5 separate regions of the Sus scrofa genome follow, and regions 1, 2, 3 and 5 are each linked to region 4. A link is a contact called in public Hi-C and HiChIP or PLAC-seq data. All regions are on one chromosome and are shown on one strand. The core of a region is the stretch at or near the end of the contact, and the rest is flanking DNA. Distances in the headings are between cores, read along the strand shown. Region 1 overlaps LOC102163816 (a long non-coding RNA gene). Region 2 holds the start of VPS51 (vacuolar protein sorting-associated protein 51 homolog). Region 3 holds the start of SCYL1 (N-terminal kinase-like protein). Region 4 holds the start of POLA2 (DNA polymerase alpha subunit B). Region 5 holds the start of LTBP3 (latent-transforming growth factor beta-binding protein 3).

The links. Hi-C and Micro-C count contacts between places; a contact is called where the count stands out from the background. HiChIP or PLAC-seq counts read pairs in DNA pulled down with a chosen protein or histone mark.
Region 1: an H3K27ac HiChIP or PLAC-seq map of alveolar macrophages shows a contact between it and region 4. The contact joins the enhancer-like site here to the promoter of POLA2 in region 4. A contact is called at or near these places in 1 of 5 promoter capture datasets (fetal liver), 5 of 47 Hi-C or Micro-C datasets (heart right ventricle, mesenteric adipose tissue, omental adipose tissue and 2 more) and 2 of 2 datasets of contacts at active chromatin or transcription factors (alveolar macrophages and skeletal muscle).
Region 2: a contact with region 4 is called in an H3K27ac HiChIP or PLAC-seq map of alveolar macrophages. The contact joins the promoter of VPS51 here to the promoter of POLA2 in region 4. A contact is called at or near these places in 1 of 5 promoter capture datasets (liver), 3 of 47 Hi-C or Micro-C datasets (embryonic fibroblasts, epiblast stem cells and retroperitoneal adipose tissue) and 2 of 2 datasets of contacts at active chromatin or transcription factors (alveolar macrophages and skeletal muscle).
Region 3: a contact with region 4 is called in a Hi-C map of mesenteric adipose tissue, with 1.9 times the contacts expected there. The contact joins the promoter of SCYL1 here to the promoter of POLA2 in region 4. A contact is called at or near these places in 1 of 5 promoter capture datasets (liver), 7 of 47 Hi-C or Micro-C datasets (embryonic fibroblasts, heart right ventricle, mesenteric adipose tissue and 4 more) and 1 of 2 datasets of contacts at active chromatin or transcription factors (alveolar macrophages).
Region 5: an H3K27ac HiChIP or PLAC-seq map of alveolar macrophages shows a contact between it and region 4, with 4 times the contacts expected there. The contact joins the promoter of LTBP3 here to the promoter of POLA2 in region 4. A contact is called at or near these places in 1 of 5 promoter capture datasets (fetal liver) and 1 of 2 datasets of contacts at active chromatin or transcription factors (alveolar macrophages).

Annotation. Positions count from the first base shown.
Region 1 is chr2:6,755,033-6,760,559 of Sscrofa11.1, reverse strand. It overlaps LOC102163816 (a long non-coding RNA gene), which reads right to left. Exons shown (of 4, transcript XR_002341443.1): 1 at 2,687-5,527; 2 at 1,986-2,201. Among named protein-coding and RNA genes, the nearest start is that of SCYL1, 24 kb to the right of the region's middle. Within about 2 kb of position 1,774, at least 72 of the 83 cell types and tissues checked have an H3K27ac peak or open chromatin away from gene starts, as enhancers often do. A contact at or near this core is called in alveolar macrophages, fetal liver, mesenteric adipose tissue and 4 more, where this site is marked.
Region 2 is chr2:7,092,750-7,097,715 of Sscrofa11.1, reverse strand. VPS51 (vacuolar protein sorting-associated protein 51 homolog) reads left to right here and starts at 2,818. Exons shown (of 10, transcript XM_003122565.5): 1 at 2,818-3,149; 2 at 3,609-3,738. The coding sequence starts at 2,925.
Region 3 is chr2:6,732,098-6,737,236 of Sscrofa11.1, reverse strand. It overlaps SCYL1 (N-terminal kinase-like protein), which reads left to right and starts at 3,760. Exons shown (of 18, transcript XM_003122558.5): 1 at 3,760-3,965; 2 at 4,315-4,455; 3 at 4,656-4,778; 4 at 4,861-5,087. The coding sequence starts at 3,855.
Region 4 is chr2:6,946,365-6,951,541 of Sscrofa11.1, reverse strand. POLA2 (DNA polymerase alpha subunit B) reads left to right here and starts at 1,253. Exons shown (of 18, transcript XM_013994111.2): 1 at 1,253-2,260; 2 at 4,582-4,706. The coding sequence starts at 2,182.
Region 5 is chr2:6,697,676-6,702,926 of Sscrofa11.1, reverse strand. LTBP3 (latent-transforming growth factor beta-binding protein 3) reads right to left here and starts at 1,472. Exons shown (of 28, transcript XM_021082854.1): 1 at 611-1,472. The coding sequence starts at 944.

The DNA.
Region 1 (5,527 bases), core at 525-3,024, 190 kb after region 4:
AAGAGAGTTGACAGAAGAACACTTAAGCAAGTGTATTATTTACCTTCTCACCAAAGAACATGGTGATTTTAGGCCATCTTGTTTAAACACATCTTTCAGGAAAAAAAGAGGCTTAGTATATCAGGAAGTAGAGGAAGCAATTAGAGCATTTTGGAGACAGCTAGACAGTTCTGAGAAGCAAGAGCTAGGAGAGATGAAGGCAGTAAATCTTTGGGCCTAGTGTCCATAACCTCTAAAATGTTTTTCACTTACCAACTGGGAAAACAAGAATATTTGTCTCTTGCTTTGGCAAGCCATCTCTCTGCACAAGAGACTTCTGAGTGCTGAGCTTCGTTCAAATCTCTTTCCCCAGATTCAGGGAGAATTAGCCAAGTGACATACAGCCGTTCTAACAGTATCATCCATGTGTAAGGCGGATGGAGACGACTGGTTTAGCTGCACTGACAATTATTTAAAGCACTTTAGGACTCTTAAAATTCATTTCAGCAGCTCCGCAGTGGGAGACAGATCTCAGATGACAGACAGGGGCTAGGTCCTCCCCCAGCCCTAGCAAAAACATCAGTTGTGGGGGCTGACAGAAGGACTGGGTGAGGGTGGGGTGGGAGGTAGTGGGGGAGAAAAAGAGGTGCAGTGAAGTTGAAATCCTCGATTCAAGAATAGGTTCAGGTACTAATTAGCTGTGTCTGGTTTTAGGCAAATCACAAACTCCCCAGGCCCCCAAATCCCCATCTGTAAAACGAGGTGACCCAACTCAGTGTTCCTCCTTCCAGCTGTAAAATTCTACTAAAAATTTTCCAGTCCCAGAGCAAACATCAAGACTGAGTCTGAAGGGAACCATCTGCATCTCAGTAATATTCCACTCTTCAGGGAGAAAGACTGATTAAACAAGAACAGCTCTGCCAGGGACCATTTAAAATAGCTGCTTAAACTGGCCCTGCTTTATTTATCGTGGCGGGGGACGGGTGAAGGTGGAAGGTTAACAGGAGACAGTACTCTCAATTGCCAGAGCCCCCAAGCCTGCTTCGAGATCCTTCCACAACCATTGCCAGCAGTTTTAAAAATACAGACCGGGGACTTTTTACAACTCCTATGTCGTTATTTAGTTGCCATCCTAACCAACCCCACGATACTAAACTCCATCTTCCCCTGCCGGTGTCACTGTCTAAACACACACCATCTCAGAGGTTCTGAAATAAAGGGTGGCCGTCCCCACCCTGTCCTGACCTCCACGCTCTAAGCCATCGCAAGCCCTGGCGCTCTCCATGTTAGCTCACCACCACTGGATTGTTCTAGAAAAAAAAAAAAAAAAGTGCCCAGGCAGCTGCAAGGTCTGAGACCCCTTTGAACATTCTAGACACTAAGATCTGGTGACATACACGCACTCAAGGGATGTTACGATAAACAGAATTTGATACCTCCAAGGGAATGACGTGCAAATTTTTCATTAACAGATGACTTTGCGACAATAAGGAGGAAACGACAAAGAACAGGAAAGGGGAAGAAAAAGCCGACCCAGGCTGGAAAGGGAAAGAGGGCACAGGGCCGGCAAAGGAAGAGCTGCCCAAGAGCGGTCCGAGGGCGAAAGGGCAGCCCGGAAGGTCCTCGCCGGGGACCAGGTCCGCCCTCCCCCACCCCTTTCCCCAGGACCGGCGGGGGCCCTGTGGGGGCGGGGCGCGCGTGCGCAGTGGCGGGCTGCGCCAACCGCCATCCCTCCCGGAGGCGGCCGGGACCGGCTGGAACCGGTTAGAACCGGCGGCGCCCGCCCGCGAGCCTACGCCTCACAAAGGGAGGCGGCGGCTCACGGCCAGCATATCCCTGCGCGAGGCAGGCTTGGGGGGGGCGGGGGGAAGGGGCGCGGCGCTCGGGTAGCACCCCTCCCCCACCGCTTCTCCCTTTTCTGCGGCCGCGGGCAGCGCTGGGCCGGGAAGCCTGTCCCCCACCCCCTCGGCCCCGGGGGCTCGCGCCCACCCCGCTGGGCCTCTCACCTGCTTCTTCTTCGCGCCTCAGCCGCTTTAGCCGCTTGGAAGCCGGTATCTGGGACGCTCCCTGGCGCCATTGTCATTTCTAAGTCCTCAAGCCTCACTCGGGTCCCCTTTGCCGCCCTGGGGACCGAGGCTTCTCCTAGAGTCCTTGAGACACAGCAGCCAGTTCCGCCCTGGCGCTTCCCTCCGCTTTTCCACCCAGGTGGGAAACACGGGGTGCTTTAAAAATAAAACCGCAGAAAGGGAGGCTTTGGGTTTGGAGAAAAATTTTATTTTCCTCCCAGCTCCACTTTTAAAAGTCTTAAAAGGAGTCAAACCAGAGATAATACAAAATACGTAAAAACATTAGAACCTAGAAAAGCAGACCAGCAGTAAAGGTTCGTAAATAATTTGAGAACAAGTTCCCTCCCCCACTGACGGCTCAAGGTCGCAATATCTTCGGAGGTGAAACCTGGCCTTTTCAGATAATTTAAAGAGGACATGTAAAGTTAGTTTTGATTGGACTTAGGTTTTGAACACTTTAGAGAGACAGGCCTAGAAGCTTAGAGACGGTTCACGTTTGAAAAAGTTAATCCAGGCTTCATTTAAAATGTCCCAAGAAGGCAACAACCAAAAGCATGGGGGGAGGGGTGTCCTAGCTGATGTTTCCTACCTACTAAATCAACAATAAAAACACGAAGTTTTTCAAATTAAGATAAGCCCACCTGGATGCCTCAATTTTGGTCCTAATCCCTTGCGATGCGTGACCAGCTCTGTTGCAGGCAACAGTGGTAAAGAGTGGCTGTCAGACATTTTCCAGAAGTGGATTTCCACATTTAGTCCAATTCTTACATAGATCACCTGGGCTGATCGGATCTCACGAATAAAATGGCAATCAAGACGGTGTGGTATAATCCTCAGGACCTGCGGCCCATGGGGGCGAAACTCCCACCCTTCGGTCCTTCTAAGATGGCTCCGCTCTATTTGTGAGGCTGAAGCTCGGTTACATAATGGAAATGAAGGCCATCAGCAAACTTAGTTTTACTTTCCTAGCCTCCAAAGCACTAAATTGTACCTACTGTACTCCAAGGAAACACAGAAGGTATTTTAAAAGCTACTAAAACATTTCCAAGTAATTCTGAGTTTTTGTCAGCTGTTTGATGGTCTGTTTAAACGTGGTTTCCATTGTTTTTACTCAAGTTTTCAGTTCAAATCTACTTAAACATCTGGGTACAGAGTTTGCGAGCAAGTTATATAAACTGTTAAGGAAAAACCTAGAGTCTTATAAACCAGATTCTATTTTTAACTCCTTCCGAGGAACTATTTTTGCTTCCCTCACAAAGGCGGCGGAGGGTTATTGGATGACGGGGGTGTGAGGTGTCCTTGGGCTATAAATACGCCGCGCGCTGCGGGTCGGGAGGCAGGCATTGAGGCAGCGAGAGCAGAGACGGCTGAGAGGCAGGAAACGCTTCTTGAGGAGACCGCAGATAAGTTTTTCTGTTAAGATAGGGATTACTCTTATTCTCTAGGAATTATAAATTAGCGAAAATACTGAGCTGTAGTTTTGAGTTAAATTCGTGAGAGTAGATTTGATAATTAATAAGAAGGTCTTATTTTAGGGGAAAATGGAGACGTCCTTAAAAAATAGTGTGAGAAAGGAAGAAAGAAGAAAAAAGATAATATTAGAACATGACGGAGGTTAAGAGCTGAAGCTTCTTCATGGAGTGAGAAAGCTAATTTTAAAAGGAGTTGCCGAGACAGGACTGCAAAGTATGGAATTTTAAAGTCTTAAATTGAAGGGCAGCTTTTTAGATTATTGTTCAAACGTAATGCTATAAATAGAACCTAAACAATACTTTTAAAGTCCAGTCGTAGATGGATTAAAATGTTTTAAAAGCCATCTTTAAAGGTCAGTTGAAGGTGATTTAAGAAATGCCTTCAAATTCACGGCGCGATCAAAACTGCGTCATTTGAAGCCTTAAGGCTTTCTTTGGAAGTTGATGGAAGTATTAGTGGAGAAAGAAGATTAGAAATTTGAAGTGGAAAACTCGGAAGACAAGTACAGGAAGGTGAAGAAAAGATTAGTGAAGATAGGAAAACTAGAAGATAAAAAATACGGCTTTTAGAAGACAGAAAAAAACTAAGCCCAGAAGGTAGGAGGCAGAAGACATCTAGAAAGAGAAGGTTGAAAAGATGTTCGAGTGTTTGAGGTAGAAAATGAGAAACAAGCTGTTGGAGACAAGCATACAAGATAGAGGTCCAAGTAATTGGAAGATAGAAAAGTCCGAAGCCAAAAAATTGGATAAGTACAAGACGCAAAACTAAGAAAAATAATTTTTAATAGTTCAATTTATTTAAAAAGCCCATCAACTTTAATTTGTGGTGGTGCAGAAGTTAGATCTGAGAAGAGGGTTTTAAACTACAGTAGACCAAGACCAACTTAGAAGAATATCTCGAAGCTGTAGAGGGAAGTAAATTTAAAATCACAGCAAAAAGCTACTAAAAAGACTGATGTAAAAATTAAGGTAGACGGAAGAGTTAAAAATTTGAAAGGCCTTAAATCCATACAGTAGTTTAGTTTCTTCTGGAAAACTTAAAGGACGATAAATTCAAGAGCGAGGATAACCAAGTTAACATTTTTTGCATTGGACTTTGAGCTAAGATGAATTTCTAAACCCTGAGGACTAGGCGCTAATTAACAGCTGACCAGGTGCTACACAGAAGTGGATTCAGAGAACCTAGGAAGACAGCAGCAGACAGGATTCCAGGAGCCAGTTTTTGGTGAAACTAGGACTGAGGAGCGAGCGGCAGTTCGTGAAGATAGGAAGGAGGAGCCCGGGAGCCAGTGCGATTTGGTGAAGGAAGCTAGGAAGAAGGAAGGAGCCCTAACGGTTGGAGGTGAAGCTAGGAGAGGATTCCAGGAAGGAGGAAGCCAGTGCGATGTGGTGATGAAGCTAGCGTGCGGCTTGGCGGCGTGGCTTGGCAACCCCGCGGAGGAGGCGAGCAGGCGGTGTGGAGGCTAGATAGAGCGTCCTAGAGCGGCAGCCCAGTGTGCAAGGCCGGCAGGGAGAGCCAGTGGTGTGGTAAAAATCCGTGAGGTCGGCAGTATCGTGGGTTCTGCTTTGTTTCTTCACCTTTTTTTGGTAACAGTACGGTAATCTTTGTTGTATTTCCTAATGGTGATGGGGGAGCTGTGTACTTAAGCATAAAGGGTTTTATGGGGATGTAGGCCGATTTTCGGGTGTTGTAGGTTTCTCTTTTTCAGGCGTATTTTCTCATCTTGTCTGAAGCTTTTGAGGGCAGACTACCAAGGCCCGGAGGAATAGTAGATGGCAAGTGTTTTCGTTTTTAACCAATATGAGGGAAAACAAATGAATTTGATAGAACAACCTTGAGACAGTTTCAGCCAGCTTTGTAAGCAGGTTTTATATTTAGCTTGGTAATGAAGCATTTCCGTTTTGTGAGTAGATGACTTAATTTTCTTTCTCATTCTCTATTCTAAGTTACCTATATATATATAGTTGGGTGTGTAATTCGGGGGGGTAAAGGTTTTGGGGGGGCAAAAT
Region 2 (4,966 bases), core at 1,569-4,068, 140 kb before region 4:
CCCATACCCTCCCCAGGCGGGGCCGGGAGAGCCCCTGGCTTTTCCATCTCCTCCCCAGATGTTCTTCCAACACATGTTGCCGACCAGCTCTCCACGCTGTGCCACCTCCCTGCACTCAGCATTTTCACACCCATCACCCCTGCCAGTGCAAGAGTCCCAGGAGAAAGCTGGGGCTGGTGGCACAAGTCCGATTTTACTACACCCGAGTCTGAGGCCAAGAGGGCTTGTCAGCTCAAGTTTTCACAGCCAGTGAGTGAGGGGATCAGTACTGAGATCCAGTTCTACCCCAGCCTGTGGAACAGGTAGGGACAGAAGCCAAGAAGGAAACATTTCCTCCGTACATGTAGGAGGTGAACACTTCAACACCGTCAACAAGATAAGCCAGAAAAATGACCGGAAATGATGTGGAGGGACGTGGCAGGCTCCCAGGAGCTAAAGTAGAAAAGTGGATGTTGAACTTGGCCAGCCCCATTGCCTCCTGTTTGCCCCAGAAGCTGGGTCCCAGGTCAATCCAAGACCCCCTCTCCTTCCTTAAAGCAGTAGTGTTAGAGCCTGAGAACTTCCATATGCCACACCAGTGGCCCTAAATAAGATAAATAAATATTAAAAGACAAAAACAAAATCCCCCAAAATTGGTTGATGTCCTACAGGGCAATACAAACAAAGTTTTGAGGTTATTTTTCAACTGGCTATAAATGTTTTGCATTGCTCTGGGGCAATATCTAGCAAAATCAAACAAGTGTACAATCTGATGGGTGATTAAATAATCCTCGGGTGGGCTTGTTAAATAATGCCCCAGTATGATATTGGACAATCATGCTACACTCTTTGTCTCTATTCCAAATTTTGCATAATAATTTTAACAGTATTGTGTAGCCTTTTGTTTTGCTTTGATTTTGACCATGCCCAAAGCATGCAGAAGTTCCCAGGCCAGGGGTCAAACTTGCACCAAAGCAGCAACCAGAGCCACTGCAGTGACATTGGATACTTAACCTTCTGCACAGGGAAACTAATTCCCTGCAATGTTGCTGTTTTTTTTTTTTTGGCTTTTTAGGGCTGCACTCTCTGCATATGGAGGGTCCCAGGCTAGGGGTCTAATTGGAGCTACAGCTGCCAGCCTACGCCACAACCACACCAGATCCAAGCTGTGTCTGCGATCTACACCACAGCTCACAGCAAGGCCAGATCCTTAACCCACTGAGCAAGGCCAGAGATCAAACCCGCAACCTCATGGTTCCTAGTCAGATTCATTTCTGCTGCTCCACAACAGGAACTCGCCTGCAACTTTTTTTAAGTTGTTGTTGTCTTTTTGCCTTTTCTAGGGCTGCACCCGCGGCATATGGAGGTTCCCAGCCTAGGGGTCCAATCGGAGCTGTCACTGCCTGCCTACGCCAGAGCCACAGCAACGCAGGATCCGAGCCGCATCTGAAACCTACACCACAGCTCACGGCAACACCGGATCCTTAACCCACTGAGCAAGGGCAGGGATCGAACCTGCAACCTTATGGTTCCTAGTCGGATTTGTTAACCGCTGAGCCACGATGGGAACTGCAACTTTTTTTCAGTTTATAGATTTCTTGGAGTAGATCTAAATCTTTGTATTCTCTTCATTTTTCCTAAGATTATAGCTTCATAAGCTGAAATCTTCACGTGTATTTTTATATACCCTCTAAACATCCCATTCATTGAGTCAGCAAACTTTTTGTGTGAAAGAACAGATAATAAATGTTTTAGGTGTTGCCAACCATATGATTCTGTTGCAGCCACTCAACTGTGCTTTGTAGTGCAAAAGCAGACATAGGTAATATGTAAACAAATGAGCATGATGTGTTCCCATAAAGCTATTTATTTATAGGCACTGAAATATAAATTTCATATAACTTTTGCATATCATGAAATGTCATTCTTTTTCAACCATTTAAAAAGGGGAAAAAATTCTTAGCTTACAGGCAATATGAAAACAGGTGGAGGGCTGTGTTTGGCCTGCAGGATCCCTGCCAAAGAATAAATAAAGTTGTTTCTGTTCCACCCCTGGTTCCCCTCAGTCCATCATAAGTAATATTTCAAGGACCACACTGATGAAGCCTTTTTCTCCTTTTTCATCCATTCAAACTCGGCATGTCTCAATCTGTACTCTAAGTCGTTCCCTATCTTCAGCTCTTCACCTAGGTGAGCTGTAACTTTGTTCAAAGAAAACCTGAGAATTATCTTCACCATCTCCACCCAACCCCTCACTTAGCACATTCCATCAGTCACTTAAGGTTTGCCAAGTGTGTCTTCTAAGCACAGTATAATGGGAGTTCTCAAATTCAAGTGCACCAGAACTACTTCAGGACTTAAAAGAGAGAGAGAAGCTAGAGCTGAAGGGAGTCCGCTTCTCAAGGTGCTGCTACGGGTAATTCTGAAGCCATTCTGATGAACATCAGAGGACCAGGCCATGCAAAACGCTGCGCTAGAGGCACTGTGCCTGCATTTAATCCTCGTACCTCCCTTGCGAAATATGTACCCCAATATTAGGAATCCGGGGGAAACTGAAACTGCTGCTCCCGTAACAAGGTAGTGGCAGAATGCCAGGCATAAGCTCTCTGGCTCCACGGCCCGCGCTCTGTCCACCGAGTCTAGGGACGTATTGCGTGGGCTCTTGCCTGCGAGGGTGCGGGGTTGGAAGCCACAAGCCGCCCTCCTTCTGGGAGGACAGTTCCACAAAATCCTTACGCCTGAGAAGCTGGGGGAACCAGGGCTCTCAGGAACCCCTCGCTTGGGGAGGAAGAATGCGGGGTGGGAACTCTAGTCTCGAAGGACTCAGGGCTGCGGGGGGACGTTTCACCTGAAGGACTGCCTCGTTGCAGCAACTCTATGGCTCCCGGAAGTGCCTCCTCCCGGTCCCCTGCCCAGCCTCACGCCCGTGGGCTGCAGTTGGAGCCATGGCGGCGGCAGCCGCTGGGCCTGGGCCGGGGTCTGGACCTGGGGGCTCCCCGGAGGGGCCCGAGGCGGACGCTCCGGAGCGTCGGCGGAAGGCGCACGGGATGCTGAAACTTTACTACGGCCTTTCAGAGGGTGAGGCGGCGGGGCGCCCCGTGGGGCCGGACCCCCTGGACCCGACAGACCTCAATGGGGCGCACTTCGACCCGGAAGTGTATCTGGACAAGGTGTGTGTATGGGGGAGGGAGGGGGACAGGCCCTCGATATACTGCACCCCCAGATGAGGGGAGCAGAGGTTCATAAAAGCAGGACGACCCTGGGCCGGGCAGTAGGGGCAGAGCTGGAGGATAAGAGGGCGTGGGGAAACTCGTACTGGCCTGAGATGGTGCGAAGTCTGAGGTCTCCTGGACCGATGTTCGAACAGACCCGAGATACGGGGCGTGGCCCTGGCGCCGACAGGCGTAGAACTGGTCCGTGACAGCATCTGAGGATTTCAAACGCTGACACATTCCTAATAGAGTCCAACCTGGTAATTCCCGAGCTATGCTACTTGTAGGCTCCTTACCTGAGAGCCCTGACAGGGTTGAGATCAGAGTTTTCTTGCACCGAAAGCCTACCAGTTAGGGGCAAGGCTGGAGGACATGGGTGCCCCCTGTCCTGAACACTAACCACCCGATTTCTTCCAGCTGCGTAGAGAATGCCCACTGGCCCAGCTGATGGACAGTGAGACCGATATGGTGCGGCAGATCCGGGCTCTAGACAGCGACATGCAGACCCTGGTGTATGAGAACTACAACAAGTTCATCTCAGCCACAGGTGATTCTCCTACTGGGACACACTCCACACAGTCCCATATTCCCCAGTTCCTCCTTTGTTGGGGAAGCCAGATTCCAGTCCTGCCCTGACATTAATCCACTCTCACGCCTCTCTCTCAGAGCCTTTGTGGTTTGATGACGAGTCATCAAACAGTATTAACTGTTCTCAGAGGGTTGTTTTGGGGACCAAAGAAAAGAAAGGACAAATGAAATTTTTAAAAGAAACGAATTTATCTGAAGCACTTAGAATTTCCAACAGTAAGGACGGCTCAGTAATGATTAGTTTCTCTCATTAGTGGTAGCTTTGTTCGCTGATTCAGGTCTGTCTTGAACATGAGCTTATCACTCTTTCTCTCTCACTTTTTTTTCCCCTTTTCTTCCTTTTTCTCTCTATTTCATTCCTTCCTTGCCCTTTCCCTCTTTCCCCTTGCTTTCTCTTTTTTCAATGAAGCGAAGAGACAGAAAGTGTATGACAGTAACACACAAAGATCATATAAAGGGGTTTTGCCCCTTCTTCCCCCTTTATTCTCTACTCAAGACAGTGCTAGACAATGTTCAGCTGTCATCCACACTAGCTTCTGTCCTGTGTTGAAGAAACGCACTCTTCAGTTCTCTGTAATAATTTTGGACCCGCATGTCCTTGGTCCTATGGATCTGCCTGCAGTTTATAGGAATGTTCCGGGAACCTCTGGCACTCGTTCTGACAATTCTTATTCTGCTACTGTCACAGCAGTGGGTGTAGTAACACATAATCGCTGTTCTTTGATCTGATTTGAAGCAGGTTCAATGAGCAGGTGCCCCTCTATATGTTAATACCAGCATCAAACAGCAAGAAATCATGATTTCTATGCTGAGAAATTTCTCCCAGGAATTCTGAATAAGTGAACGCACAAATAAAAGTAGTAATAAGTGCTATGAGCAAATGTAGAGCAAGAGGAAAAGATAATGTGTTGGGGGGGAGGTCTGTCTTTAGATAGGGTAAGTATGAGAAGGCCCCTCTGAGGTGGTGACGTTTGAGCAAGGCTTTGATGAGGAGGAGCCAGCCATGAGGAGAAGGATTTGGGGGAGGAAACAGCAAGAGCAAAAGTTCTCAAGAGAGCATGTCTGGTGTATCGAGAGTGCAGCAGGGAGTTGAGGGAGGAGGCGGGTGGTGGTGACTGGGGTGGAGGGGCCGCTTCTGGAGGGACTTGGAGGTGGGATGAGGATCCTGCTCTTTACTCTGAGTGAGA
Region 3 (5,139 bases), core at 2,511-5,010, 220 kb after region 4:
ACAGCTTCCTTTTCAAGGCTTTCCATTTCCCAGTACTTCTTTTTTGTTGTTGTTAGCTGTGCCTGAGACATATGGAAGATCTCAGGCCAGGGATTGAACCTCTGCCACTGCAGTCACAACACTGGATCCTTAACCTGCTGCACCACAGGGAACTCCCATTTCCCAGTACTTCTAACCACAACGGCAAACACTTGTATAGTTACTTTTATTGCCTTCATTTTACAGGTGAGCAAAGGGGGTGAAGTGACTGGCCCAAGATCTTGTAAAAATGGGATTCAAACTGAGGCATCTGCCCACAGCTTCTCCTGCTTGACCTCCTCCTGTATCTCCTCTGGAACAACTGGCTTCCTGATGCACCTGCGGAGCCCAGACCTGCCTGCCCTTGGATGTCCTCAGGTCCTGGCGGGGCTGGCAGGGCCACTTGCACTCGTCCTGGCTGGTAAGGGAGGCAGCCGGCAGCAGAGTGCTCAGGTCCTGCCACTCCCTACTGAGCCTGCAGAGCCTCAGTTTTCTCACCTGTATGATGGGAACACGGGCCCCCCCTCCAGGGTCAGTGTGAGGACCTGGCATCATCCCCATCTTGTAGCTGGATGAGATGGAGGCTCACGGTGAGCGGGCAGGAGAGGCTCAAGGTGAGGACTTGGGAAAGGGGTGCACTTCCCTTCCTAGGATGCTAGCCTCTGGCCCTGTTGTGCCAGAGAAGCAGGGTTAGCTAGAGAACCTGGGAGGCAAACCCCCTTTCTGTCTCTTCATTTGCTTTTTTGTTTGTTTGGTCTTTTTTTTTTTTTTTTTTTTTTTTTTTGCTATTTCTTGGGCTGCTCCCCGTGGCATGTGGAGGGTCCCAGGCTAGGGGTCCAATCGGAGCTGTAGCCACCGGCCTACGCCAGAGCCACAGCAACGCGGGATCCGAGCCGCGTCTGCAACCTACACCACAGCTCACGGCAACGTGGGATTGTTAACTCACAGAGCAAGGGCAGGGACTGAACCCGCAACCTCGTGGTTCCTAGTCGGATTCGTTAACCACTGCGCCATGATGGGAACTCTTGTCTCTTCATTTGTAACTGTTCTTCCTGGGGTCCTCTGCCCAGCCTGTTGTACCTCCTTGCTGTTCTTCGGTGTCCTAGGACTCCCAGGTCTCCCCCCAGCCCGATGGCCCTGGCCTTCCTGCCCTCGTTTCCTCTCCAGGCTCAGCCCCATGCACTGGACAGGCCTCACATGTGCTAGGTGCTCAGAGAATGTGTCCCTCACTAAACATCACCACGTAAACCCTGTGCTCACAGGCCCTCACCCCTAACCATGACCTCCACCCCAAAGCATCACCCCACCCTGCCTGCCACATGCCAGCATTCTGCACTCACACACACAGCTCAGGCTGTGGTTCACCCTTCAGTAAAGGGGTAATATTCCAGACTCTCTAATTTGGCATTTAAGCCCCTTGCTTGGTCTTCTCCCATGACAAGATGCTACCCACGCGCCCACATTGCCAGTTCCATAATCACAATTTTTTTTTTCTTTTTAGGGACTCACCTGGGGCATATGCAAGTTCTCAGGCTAGAGGTCAAATCTGAGCTGCAGCTCCTGGCCTGCACCACAGCATGGCAACACTGGATCTGAGCCACATCTGCGACCCAGGCCACAGCTTGTGGCAACATGGATCCTTAACCCATTGAGCGAGGCCAGGGATCAAACCCACATCCTTGCAGATACTATGTGAGATTCTAACCTGCTGAGCCACAACGGGAACTCCCTTACTCCCGATGTGGTCACCGTCTTCCTAGTGAAGCCACAGGAGGCTCTCTAGTTATTATTTTTGTTCTGCCCTGAACAGCCCCCACTGTGTCGGATCCTCCTCCCAGCATCCTGCATGGGTACTTGAACAAGAAAAGGGAGAACGAGTCACTGCTGAGGAGCGGTGTCAGGTGAGGCACAGGGCACCGTCCACCCCAATTTACAGATGGGGGAACCGAGGCTCCCAGGTAAGGTGAGTCTCCACAGCCAGTGAACCCAGCCTACTGACTTTGGCATCCCTGCCCTTGAACCTGCTCCCAAAGGCATCCCAGCCAGATGTTTCCTAATTAATTCCAGCATCTCATCCATCTTCTGTAGGATGCAGCTGCAAGACTGTCCCCAACCCTGGGTTCCATGTGACCTTTTTTTGTTTTGTTTTGTTTTGTTTTGAATGAAATAAACTCCTCACATTTATTGAGCACTTTCAGTTGCAGGCCTTGTTCTGAGTATCTTGCATATAGAACCTCAGTCTCTTTCTTTTTTTAAAAAAACAGTACTGATGAAATTCTAGCACCAGGAGGTTTGTTTGTACAGACAAGGAAATAAGGCACAGAGAGGCCAAGTAACTTCCAAGTGGGTTACTGTGTGCAGAACTGCCTGATACAGTGTTTGACACATAGTGATGAACAAGTTTTAATTTCCTTTGTGTTTTGTTTTATTTTTTAAAATCTTTTTATTTTATTTTAATTACTCAAATGAATTTATTACATCTGTAGTTGTATAATGATCATAACAATTTGATTTCACAGGATTTCCATCCCACAGCCCAAGCACATCCCCTCACCCCCTAAACTGTCTCCTCCGAAGACGATAAGTTTTTCAATGTCTGTGAGTCAGCATCTGTTCTGCAAAGAAGTTCAGTCTGTCCTTTTTTCAGATTCCACATGTGAGTGAAAGCATTTGATGTTGGTGTCTCATTGTCTGGCTGACTTCACTTAGAATGATAGTTTCTAGGTCCATTCATGTTGCAAAAAATGCTGGTATTTCGTTCTTTTTAATGGCTGAGTAATATTCCATTGTGTATATGTACCACATCTTCTTGATCCACTCCTCTGTCGATGGACATTTAGCTTGTTTCCATGTTTTGGCTATTGTAAATAGTGTTGTAATGAACGTGACCTTACTTTTGGAGAAACCATTGCCAGCCCAGCCCCTCCTGGATGCTGGGCTCTGTCCAGCTAAGGAGCTGGGTCTCCTCCAGCATGAATGGCATTTGAGCTGTTGACACCATTCTGCCACTGACAGCCCCTATCTGCACAGGTGCTGGGGTCTGGAGGTGCTGACCCTGGAGACACAGAGCCAGTTCTACTGAGCCCAGGAGAGCAGGGGCCCCTCCTGGCCTCCTGGCTTCTTCTGAACTTGCTGGGCTGTTCCTCCTACCCTTCTTTCCTGGGGTCACTGCCTTTCCCCTCCCCAGGTCCCCTCTCCCTGTCTCAGGGTTCCTAGACCTCCTCAGGACCTTTGCTTCCCTCTCTGCCTCTCACCCACGCTCCTTCTCACCGGCTTTGCTTCCTTGTGCCTCTTCCCTGGTCACTCAGTCATTCCACCAACTTGATCCTCACCGCATCCTGGAGGTGCCCACTGGCTGGTGTGGGAGAGCGTCTGGTTTGGGGAGAGTCATCTTCTCTAAGTCTCTTCCTCACTCCTCACTGAACCCTGCACCCCTTCATGTCTGTCTCTCTGACGATTTCCTCTGGCGTCTCCCCATCTCCCCGCCTCCTTGTCTCCGTTTCCCTATCCTCTGTCCCTTCTCAGGCTTTCCACATTTTAGATATAAAGACACAGAGGCCCTGAGAGTTTGGGTGATCCGCCAGGGCAGGGGGTGAAGGAGGGTTGGTCTCCCCAGTACCTGCCGCCCTCGGATCCCCGCCCCGCCCACCAGCCCCGCCCCGCCCACCAGCCCCGCCCCCACGAGGCCCCGCCCACACAGACCCGCCCTCGCCACGGCCGACCCCGCCCCCGTCCCGCCCCCGCCCCGCCCCGCCCCGGCTCGGGCAGCGGGAGGACCCGGAGCTGAAGCGCCCGAGGCCGCGGCGGCGGCGGCGGCGGCGGCGGCGGCGGGGACGATGTGGTTCTTTGCTCGGGACCCGGTCCGGGATTTCCCGTTTGAGCTCAGCCCGGAACCTCCCGAGGGCAGCCCGCCCGGACCCTGGGCCCTGCACCGCGGCCGCAAGAAGGTGAGCGCGGCCCCGCTCCGCAGGCCTCGGCCGACCTCGGTCTCGCCTAGTCAGCGCCGCCGGCCCCGCCGCGTCGCGCCCCGCCTGACGTGGCTGCGGAGCCTCTAGGGCAACGGGCCGGGGGAGGGGGACGGGTAGTGCCGACGTGGCGGGCGGAAGGACCGAGGGACCAACAGGCGCACCCAACCGGGGTTACGTGGGCCCGACTCAGTCCCCAAGGGCTGTCCTGGGGGGAGACCCGGCCGGCGGGTCTTCCTTTCCGGTACTTAGCTCCGGGGACCATCTCGGAGATGGAGTGGTCAGCTTGGGGCTCGGCCCACACCCCTGAGGCCCCTCTGTTCTGCCCCAGGCCACAGGCAGCCCGGTGTCCATCTTCGTCTATGATGTGAAGCCCGGCGCCGAAGAGCAAACCCAGGTGGCCAAAGCCGCCTTCAAGCGCCTCAAAACTCTCCGGCACCCCAACATCCTGGCCTACATCGATGGGCTGGAGGTACCTACCGGCCGCTCAGTCTGCTCTGTCTCTGCCCCTCACTTTCTCCCAGTCTCCTGCTCCTGCCTTCCTGCCCCTTCCCAGCCCCCTGCCCCAGTAACCCCCAGATTTGACTTCCCCTTCTCCACCCGGTCCCCATCACGTCTCTCATCCCCCTGCTTCTTCTCCACTCTGCGCTGATACTCCACGTCCTTCTTCAGACAGAAAAATGCCTCCACGTGGTGACGGAGGCTGTGACCCCGCTGGCAGCGTACCTCAAGGCTCGAACAGAGACTGGTGATCTGAGGGAGATGGAGCTCTCCTGGGGGCTACACCAAATTGTGGTGAGGTGGGGGGGTAGTGGTGATGATTGCAGGGATGGGGGGGCTGCAGGTACAGGGCTGTGATGGCTCCTTCTGTCCCCAGAAAGCCCTCAGCTTCCTGGTCAACGACTGCAGCCTCATCCACAATAATGTCTGCATGGCCGCTGTGTTCGTGGACCGCGCTGGGGAGTGGAAGCTTGGGGGCCTGGACTACATGTATTCGGCGCAGGGCAATGGTGGGGGTCCTCCCCGCAAGGGGGTCCCCGAACTTGAGCAGTACGATCCCCCAGAGTTGGCCGATGGCAGTGGCAAAGCAGTCAGAGAGAAGTGGTGGGTGACTGGGGGCGGCATGCCCCAACCTGCCCTGTTCTGGAAGCCCCTG
Region 4 (5,177 bases), core at 4-2,503:
GGATCCCTGGCCTCACTCAGTAGGTTAAGGATCTGGCATTGCCCTGAGCTGTGGTGTAGGTCGCAGACGCGGCTCGGATCTGGCATTGCTGTGGCTCTGGCGTAGGCCGGTGGCTACAGCTCCGATTGGACCCCTAGCCTGGGAACCTCCCTATGCCACAGGAGCAGCTCAAGAAAAGGCAAAAAGACAAAAAAAAAAAAAAAAAAAGAAAGAAAGAAAGAAAGAAAGTGGTCCTAACCTAACAACAGGAGCCCTTTAAAAACAGTGTCTCTGTGGGAATGCAACTTAGCCAACACTTTGATTTCAGCCTTACTGAGAATGCAGACATGCTGTGTCCAGACTTCTGAGCTACAGCTCTGTGGACAAATAAAACAAATGCTGTTTTAACCCACTAAATTTACGGGTTAAATTATCACAATAATTTACAGTAAATAATTACACAGCAATAGAAAACAAATATATGCTTTATTGCTTGTACCCAGGTGAACTGCTCCCACCCTCTGCCATTTGTACCTACCAGTAAGAAAGAAGCCTAAGATGGTTTTCCCTCTCCAGCCCTCCCCCAACTGTGGTTTACATGCAGACTACACCCTGTTTCACATGGTTGGTTTGAGGCCAAGACAGGACTCTTCCTGGCTTTTCTTCCCTCATCGTATGCCCTAAAATGCTCCCTAAGTGTCTCTGGCCTCTGCAGTGCAGTCTTTTTTTTTTTCTTTTTAGGGCTGCACTCTGGCCATATGGGAGTTCCCAGGCTGGGGGTGGAATCCGAGCTACAGCTGCTGGCCCACGCCAGAGCAACGAGGGATCTGAGCCGCACCTGCAACCTACAGCGCAGCTCACAGAGAGAGGGGGCAGATCCCCAACCCACTGAGCCAGGCCAGGGATCCAACCTCATCAGCATAGATACTAGTCGGATTCATTTAGAGCTGCGCCACAATGGGAACTCCCCATGTAGTGAGGTCTTGAGAATCACTGTTCTAGTGATAGCCTGTACTTTCCTCCCCGGATACTCAGTTTCCATTTATTTTATTTTTTACTGTAAATTACAAAATGAGCATCTTTGTTTATAAAACTTTGGATTCTGGCCGGTTTTCTTAGGATAAGAAATGCTAAGTCAAAAGAGAATGAACAATCTTAATAACTGATATCATACTGCCGAACTTTATTCTAGAGACTCTACCAACCTACCATCCCATTAGCCAAGTATGATGCCTAGCGTTATTTGATCTAAGCTGAGCCAATGGAGATTTGGGCTCCAGAAAATAGACCTATACGACTGTGGCTGTGACTACTGGTGGTAGCCGCGATGATAACCATGGCAACCAGATTCCCTAAGGAAGTCGCGCTGAGTGCAGAGATGATGCAGAGATGACGCGGGAGACAAGAGCAGGGACAAGACTTTCCTCTCCCGCGTGTTGGACACAGAATGTTTGAGACATTTGAAGGCACGTACACGCCACGGCCTGCGCACGAAGGCACGGACAAAAGGGTGACAAGCATACATCACAGAGCTTCGCGGAGCAGACGGTGGCCGGAAGAGTCATCCGCGACTGGTACAGAACCGCGGTTTCCATGCAGGGAGCGGGTGAGAGCGGGCAACAGCGCGCCCGCGCCTCTCTTCTGAGCCCAGTAAAAGATGACTGCGCAGCCGCGGTAGGGCGGGCCGACCATCAGGCGCACACGCGCGATCCGCCGTGCGGGCGTTCGTGCGCACGCGCCCTCGGACGCGCGTGCGCGCGCGTAGTCCGGGAACAGAGAGAAGGAAGTCGAGGCGAAGGGGTGGGGTTGAGCGGGCCTCGCGCATGCGCGCGCCGTGCAAACCATTTGGCGGGTTTTTCCGGCCTGCTCGGTTCTCCCGTCACAGAGATGCTCCCCGGTGGCTTTTAGGAAGTAGGGCCTTCTCCCCTAGAAGAGTGACTTCTCAAGATTTCTGCTCCCTTCCTTCAGGCATTTGGGAGCTTCGGGAAAAAAAGAAAATAAAAAGTATTTCTCTGAGACTGACGGCCAGGGCTTTCTGACCGCCTGAGGTCTTGGATTATTTGGTCACTTTCGGTCTCAGCCCCCCGGAGAGCGAAAGGATCGGAGGAACCGCGTCCTGCTCATCGATCTCCACGGCCGTGGGTTTCTTGGCGTCAGGTCGGAGCTGGGTGGGCTCGGCCCCGGCCCCCGTCCTGGGTCATCATGGCCGTGTCCGCCCAGCTCTTGCGGGAGGAGTTGCAGATCTTCGGCCTAGAATGCGAGGATGCTCTGATTGACAAATGTGAGTCCCTTGCCCCCTCCCCGGGCCCCAGCCCAGGCCCACGCTCTCGCTCCGTGTTCCCAATCGCCTAGAACCCAAAGGGAGGCGCTTCCGGGGGGTTGTGAGGTGAGTTAAACTGAGTTTTGAGGTTTGGCGTGTGGGGCCTTTGAAATGCTCACAGGGTACTGCTTGGATCCCAGCTCAAAGGAAAGAATATGAAGCACAATTTTAAATCGACGCAGTTTCCTAAAGGTGAAATTGGGACGTGCCAGGTTCTCATCTCCGAATTTGGAAATTGTTTAAGCCTCGATAACCAAGCAAGAGATGTTGGGGCTTTGAAATACAGCCTTTTCTGGCATCTCCCTTTCCAGCCTACACCTAAACTTCTGCTGATCCATCCCTTTTCATCAAAACTGTTTGGTCTGTGCAAGTATGAGTTTCTTGAGGTGGGTTCATAAAATTGAATTTTAGCTGGGAAGGGACTTTAAGGAGACTGTGAGCTGTTCACAGCTGGAGAAACAGATAACAGAGAGTTCATTGGCCTGTCCCCCATTCCAGTGCTGCATTGCATTGGTTCATCTTATTGGTCAGGCTCCGGGGCAGTGTCCAGAGTTGCTGGAAGCCAAGTCTCGGGAGGTGTGGACGTTCTCAGTGTTAGAATCAGGATGATAGTGCATCTGCCTTAATCATGCATCCACACATTGAATTTCTTTTTTTAATATATAAAACCAAAACACAAACATGTTCATTTAGGAGAGACCAGAATACTCCAAGTTCTGAAGCCCAGGGCATTCCCTTCCTGAAAGGAAACTTAAGTGAGAAAGCCAATCACAGTTAAGAAATTTATTTGGTGAGCTTGAAAGCAAAACAAGAGAAGTTAGTTGTTGTGTGAACAAAATTTGTAAAGGCTTCAGTTCAAGATGCCTGCTGCTCACATAGGACATTGGCGGTGGTATTGGAGTTCTAGCCCTTGAAGTCAGAATCGCTCACCTCGCTGGGATGTTTACATTGTCCGACAGTCATGCCGTATTTCCCTGGTCTGTCCACTTGGAGTCTCCTGATGACTCAGTGCCACCTTCTCCTTGAACATCTTCTGACCCGCTCTCACTCTCAGCTGATGAACTTCCTGTTTTGCTGAGAAAGTAGAAGGAATTAGAAAACTTTTGAGTGTCCTTGTCACTCAGTGGGTTAAGGATCTGGCATTGTCACTGCAGCGGCTCAGATCACTGCTGTGGCAAGGGCTTGGTCCCTGGCCCGGGACTTTGCATATGCCGCACGTGCAGCCAAAAGAGAGAGAGAGAAAGAAAGAAAGAGACATGTATAAGCTACCACCACTGCTTCTTCCCACTTACCTGTGTCTGTATCATATTCCTTGCCTCCTTCCCATTACAGTAAGTAAATGCTTCATATTCCTAGCAGAAGCCACACCCTCCACTCAGGTCCATTCCTTGTCACTTTCTTTAGGCCATCGTTCAGTAATTCTCCCTTTTTTTTTTTTTCATTTTCTGTTTTTCTCTCTCTAGGATTTTTTCCTGAGCAGCATAGAAAAGTGGTTCTTACCCCAACCTTTTAAATACTCCCTCTTCTCACTTCCCACTCCTGTCCGCTCCTTCCCAATTGCAGCAAACCTCCTAAACTTGCCTATGCTTGCGTCTTCCATTTTCTCCTCTTTAAGCCCATTTCAGTCAGCTTTTTCATCCCCCCCACTTCACTGAAACTACTCTGCTCAAGGTCATCAGTGACCTTCACCAGGCTAAAGCCGGGGATGCATTTTCAGTCCTCATTTGGATGAATAGCAGCATGTGATGCTCTTTATCGTGTCCTCTTTATTTTTTTGTCTCTTTAGGGCTGCACCCTACGCATGTGGAGGTTCCCAGGCTAGGGGTCGAAGGGGAGCTGCGGCTGCTGGCCTATACCACAGCCACAGCAACATGAGATCCAAGCCTCATCTACAGCCTATATCATAGCTCATGGCAGCGCCGGATCCTTAATCCACGGAATGAGGCCAGGGATTGAACCTGCAACCTCATGGTTCCTCGTCAGCTTCGGTTACCCTGAGCCACAGTGGGAACTCCCAGGCTTTATTTTTCTGCAGAGCACATTTAACCATCTAAGGTACATATTTATTGTCTGTTTTCTGTCTTCCCCAGTGGTAAGCTGCATGAGGACAAGGGTGCATCTCTTTGTCGTTCCCTGCTGTATTCTCGAGCCTAGAACAGTGCCTCTAGTAGGTGCTGAATACATGCTGATGAATAACTAGGGGGTTATTTTCACTTTTCAAGATGAAAGCTACAAGAAGTGAACTAAGCTCTTACGTGTCCAATTCCCCCCCCCCCCCCCAGTGGCGGAGCTGTGCGTTCTGTATGGACAGAATGAGGAGGGCATGGTGGGCGAGCTCATAGCCTTCTGCACCAGCACACGTAAGGATGGCCTCACCTCGGAAATCCTGAACTCTTTTGAGCACGAGGTAAGAACAGACGGTAAGCAAACGCACTGTCATCCGTTTCTGCTCTGTCGTGGCGGGAGGCGGGGGCAACGTGGCCGTGAGAAGAGTGTGGGCTCCGGAATCAGACCTGGACTCCCGTCCCAACGTGAGCTTGTGCAGACTACTTACTAGCTCCAAGCCTCCGTTTCCTCTTCTGTCAGTGGTTCACATGACCTCAATTTTTTATGGTTATTATAAGAATGAAATGAGGACGGATGTAAAGCACCTGAACCAAGTCCAGCAGGTGGTATTAGGTCTTCAACAAATAATTGGCGTTACTGCTAGGATTGTTATGTGTGTTAGAGAAACAGTCACACGTTAAGCTTTAAGTTTTAGTCTATCATGTGCATCTTCTTAATTCCTACTTTGAGAAATTTTATGTCTTTGATGATATTTCAAATGCCTGTTCTTACCGCATGGCTGTGGAAGACACCTCCTCTGCAGCTGGACAGT
Region 5 (5,251 bases), core at 223-2,722, 250 kb after region 4:
GACTGAGGCCCCCAGCCAGCCCCCACCGCCAGTGTTAGGCCTCAACTCCCCTCCCCTCTAAGACCTGCCAGTCACTAATTCCCTCACTCCCAGCCCTGACCTTAGCTCCTCCTCCCAGAGAATGCAGGTGTCTACCGCTGGCAGGCCCTACTTTAGACATTTTTTTAGAGGCTTTTCCTGTTTCTTCAGCAAGTCTGTTTCTTGGGGGAATACTCAGCCCTTCTCTGAGACTTCCTGCCCCTCGAAAGCACGCATCCCTCAAACCCCTGCCAGCTGACCCGGACGCCCTCTCAGAATCCAGCACTTTTCTAGAGGCCGGTGCTGGCCAGGACCCCAGCCTTACAGCCACCTCAGGCCTCAATCTGAACCCAAAGCTGTGCAGTCCGGGCTTCCACGCAGCCCTCCCCTCTCCCACCCCAGGACTCTAGCCTCCCAAGCACCGCCCCCACCCCCAGCCCCCGGCCCTCCTGTCCCTGGAGCCCCAGCCCTCAGGCCCTGCTCTGAACCCAGCCCCCACCTCCCGTGTCACCTGGCCTCCCCTGCCCTGGATCCGGCATTCGTCGCGGTGCTTGCCGTCCCCGCTCCCCCTGCCCCTGCCCCTGGCCCTCACCCACGCGGAAGCCGGAGCCCGTGAGGGTATCGGTGCTGTGGCCGTTCTCTCCGATGAGCGTCATGTTGGAGCCCTGCTGACAACTGTCCCGACACTGGCCCTTGAGACAGGTCCGCTTGCAGATGACGGGCGCAAAGACCACCTTGAAGCGCTCGCGGGCCAGCGCCCCGCCCCCGCCAGCGCTCCTCTCGCCCGCCGGCCCCCCCTCGGCCCCGCCGCCCGGGCCCAGCAGCAGCGGCAGCAGCAGTGCCAGCAGCCCCGCCGCCCCCGCCCCCGCCCCCGCCCCGCGCATCTCAGGGGCCAGGCCTCCAGCAGCCCCACGGGGCCCGGGCATCCGGGGCCGCAGGACCCGGGGGGCGCGCCCGGGCGGGGGCGATGGTCCCGGCGCCCGAGGAGGGGAGCGAGCGAGCCGGGAGCCCCGGGAGAGGGGTAGAGAGGGCCGCGAGGGAGAGGATCGGAGGAAGCGCGCGGGGAGGGGACAGCAGGCGCGGGCCCGGGGAGAGGCGGAGAGATGGAGGCTGGACTGCGGGGCGCCCAGAAACTTCCACCGCCGCGGGAAGGAGCCCCGCCACGAGCCGGGGCCGGCGGCCTGCGAAGGCCGCGAACTGAGGCCGGAGCGAGGAGGCCGGAGCAAGTGGAGGCGGAGAGGAGGCGCGAGGGGAAGGGAAGGCTGGGCGGCCGGCCCGCTCCGCGCCTCCCCCGGCCGGGCTGGGCTCCCGCGGCCGCCGGGAAGCAGGGAGCGCGCGGGGCGGACGCAGGGAGAAGTGAGCAGTTGTTTTCCCTGGCTGGAGCGCGGCGCGGCGGCGGCGAGGGGGGCTGGGACGCTGGCCCCGGGCCAGGGAGACAGTTTTTTTCGGTTTAAAGCGTCGTCGCTGCCGCCTGGGGGAGCGAGGGTGTGCGGGCGGGTGGAGGCTGGGGGCGGTCCCCGCCCCAGATGCCCGCCCCGCCGGAACCCGCCGCCGCCGCCGCGCTGGGCCCGCTCCAGAGGGCCCTCACCTGGGACCGCGGGCCGCCCCGCCGGATTCCTCCGGGCGGGGCCGGGAGGCCCGCGCCCACCTCCGGCCCGCGGGCATCAAATTGGGCCACCGAGGCTGGGGGAGGCCAGGGGGGCAGGAGCCCTGCTTCTTTGCGCAGGACTGTCTCACCACCCCAAAGTCACCTCTCATTAGTTCTGGTCCAGTCCCCTCCAAGCAGAGGACTCAAGGAGGGAGCACCCCTTAGCCAGGGCCTCCGCGGTGGCCCAGCCAGACGGCCCTGGGGTCCCGGAGAGGAGCCGATAGGACCAAGCTTGAAAGCCAGTTTCCCTGCCCGCCCCCCTCTAAATGGCTTTCCTGGTGCCCACCCTGCCCCCACCCCTTTGCCTTGTCTGGCCGGGCTGGCGGGGCTGGCTCTGGGCCTCAGACACTCCGGAATCGCCAAGGTCTGAGCTCAGGACCTGGCCCCCTTCCCAGGCTAACAGCCGGGAGGAGGGGGGTGATGCTTGAGGGCCCCGGGGCTGGGGAGGGGCACAGCAGGGCCCCAGGGCAGGGGGTGGCAGGAGCTAGGGAGGGGGCTTGAGTTTGGTCAAGGCTGGAGAGGGGCCAGGCCTGTCCCCTGGTCTGGAAGTGAGGCTCTGGAAGGCTGCAGTGTCCTTGGTCCCACGCCATACCCAGGGGGTCTGGCCAGGAGACCCTAGGATTCAGTCTCTGACTCACAGAACTCAGCAGGGGGTGGGCGTGACCAGAACACGACGCAGTCAAGTCAAGGTGACACCCTCTCTCCGAGGGGATGAGGGGTTGCCCTCTGACTGAGGGAATGGGGGTTCAGGGACTTGCCTTCAAGTCCCCGAGCACACCTGTGCAAGGAACTCATGGTTTTTCCCTTGAGGGTGGGCTTATCAGGGGGCGGGGGCTGAGGGAGACCCTTTAGTGGACCCCTGCTGAATTGCTCAGTGGGCTCAGGCTCTGTGCAGACAGCCGGGAATTGCAAAGGTAGGATGGGAACAATCCTGCACCCCAGGGGAGCTAGGAGGGTGTGTAGCAGCAGCCCCCCCCCCCCCCGCCCCGCGATCCCTCGGGTCACACACTGAGGCAGGAGATAGGACTGTTTACCACCGGTCAGGTGTAGGGCTGAGCATTTTGTTTTATTTATTTATTTATTTTGTCTTTTTTAGGGCCACACCCACGACTTCGGGAAGTTCCCAGGCCCTGGGGGTCAAATCAGAGCTGTAGCCACCAGCCAACGCCACAGCCACAGCGAGGCTGCAACCTACACTGCAGCTCACATCAACACCAGATCCAGACCCTCTAACCCACTGAGGGAGGCCAGGAGTCGAACCCAAGTCCTCATGGATGCTAGCCACATTCATTACCTCTGAGCCGCAATGGGAACTCCAGGGCTGAGCGTTTTGTAGTTATTCTCCTTCATACGCATCTGAACCTGACCTCCTCTGTCTTGAGCAGGCCGTGACTCACCTTGCAACACGGCATAAACAGATGAGGGTTGGAGCCCTAATCTTTCTGAATCTCAGTTTTTTTCACCTGTAAAATGGGCATCTATTCATTCAACAAACTAGGAACCTGACACATGCTCTTGCTAAAGAGTCGAACCAATCTCTGCCCTCTTGGCGCTTCTGTCCTGGAGGAGACAGACAGTAAATCATTTCCCACATGGAAAGCTGTGACAGAGGTTGGTGCTGGGACAGCGAAGAGCAGGGAGCTGGAAAGAAGGGCAGTGGCGGGACCTGGAGGTCCAGGAAGCCCCTGGGAGAAAGGGACTTTTAAGCCAGAAAGAAGCTGGAGGAGGAGCAGGAGTTAACTGGGTGCGAAGCCAGCCCAGCTGGGGAAAGCCTGCAGGAGGCCCCAGGAGATTGAAGGGCCTTCAGCGGACAATTTACTTACATAGGAGCATGGGGTGGAGTGGGAATGAGGGCTAGAAAAGAGACTCACTTCTCCTAGGAACCGAGAGAAGGCGAGCTGAGCAACGGGGTGGAACCAGGGAGAGAGAGAGCATCCGGAGGCGGGAGGCCTCGTGGGGAGTTGAGGTTTTATTTCCATTGCAGGGGGGGCCGTATCAGGGCAAGGGGTGTGTGTTGCCACCTTCCCAAGAGAGATGATGCAGCTTGGCTGTTGTGGAGATGTGTTTGGGAGGTGGAATCTGGGGATGAGGTGAAGCGGAAGGTACCGCAGAGGCAGGTGCTGTGAAGGGCTCCCGGGTGTCTGGCCTGAGCCCCTGGGTGGGTGAGGAAGGCAACGGAGGAGAGGGAGACCAGGGGCGGGGGGGGGGGGGGCGGGCTCTGTTCGGGACTTGCTGAGTTTGAGATGCTTGTGTTGATCCAAGTGGAACAGTCCAGGAGCCTGGGGCTCAGACAGAATGTCTGCCCTGGAGACGGACTCGGGTCCCCAGCCAACAGAGACATTTGCAGCCGCAGGGAAGGATGGCCTCAGCTCCTCGAGAGAAGAGGGCTCAGGGCAGACCCTGGACGTCACTGCTGTCAGGTCAGAGAGAGGAGACAGAGTCAGGAGTGACTCAAATTGGAGCTGGAGGGAGCAGAGAGCGGGAAACCAGGAGTGCGGTGCAGGAAGAGCCAAGAGGACGAAGGAGGATGTGGCCAAGAGTGTCTGATGCCACTGAGAGTGGGATGGGGTGAAGGCAGCCCTTGCTGGGGGCTGCTGGGGGACTGACTCGGAGCCATGAGGGCCAGCACCCCAGCCCAGTGCTTGGCAGTGCTGTGGGGTCAATGAGTTTACCTACTGTCATTACCAAATGCCTTGTGCTCAGCAGGGATCCAGCAGGAAGCAGTGGGCACCCTAGGGTGGGTGACTAACATTAACCTAACGCTGGGAACTCCCTGGTGGCTCAGTGGGTGAAGGATCCGGTGTTGTCACTGCTGTGGCTTGGGTTCAATCCCTGGCCCTGGAAACTTCCATATGCCTTGGGCATGGCCAAAAAAAAAAAAAAAAAAAAAGTGGAGTTCTCATTGTGGCTCAGAGGCTTACAAACCTGACTTGTATCCATGAGGATGCGGGTTTGATCCCTGGCCTTGACCAGTGGGCTAAGGATCCAGTGTTGCCATGAGCTATGGTATAGGTCACAGATGCGGCTCGGATCCTGAGTTGCTGTGGCTGTGGTGTAGGCCAGCAGCTGCAGATTGGATTCAACCCCTAACCTGGGAACTTCCACATGCCACAGCTGTGGCAAGCAAACAAACAACAAACCTTGGGAGTTCCCGTCATGGCTCAGTGGTTAGTGAACCTGACTAGCATCCATGAGGATGTGGGTTCAATCCCTGGCCTTGCTCAGTGGGTTAAGGATCCAGGCATTGCCATGAGCTGTGGTGTAGGTTGCAGACATGGCTCGGATCCCGTGTGGACGTGGCTGTGACACAGGCTGGTGGCTACAGTTCTGATGGGACCCCTAGCCTGGGAACATCCATATGCTGTGGGTGCGGCCCTAAAAAACAAAAACAAACAAACAAACAAAACCAACAAGTCTTGACCTAACCCAGGAGCCACAGGAGCTGGAGGGGAGGGCTGCCCTGTGGGAGGCTGTGGCCTTCTGCAGAGACTGGCACTACCTGTCCCCACCCCACCCCCCGCCGCCAGTGGGAGCCGAGGAAATAAATACCACCCTAGTCTCCTCCGGTCCAGTTGGGCCTCCCAG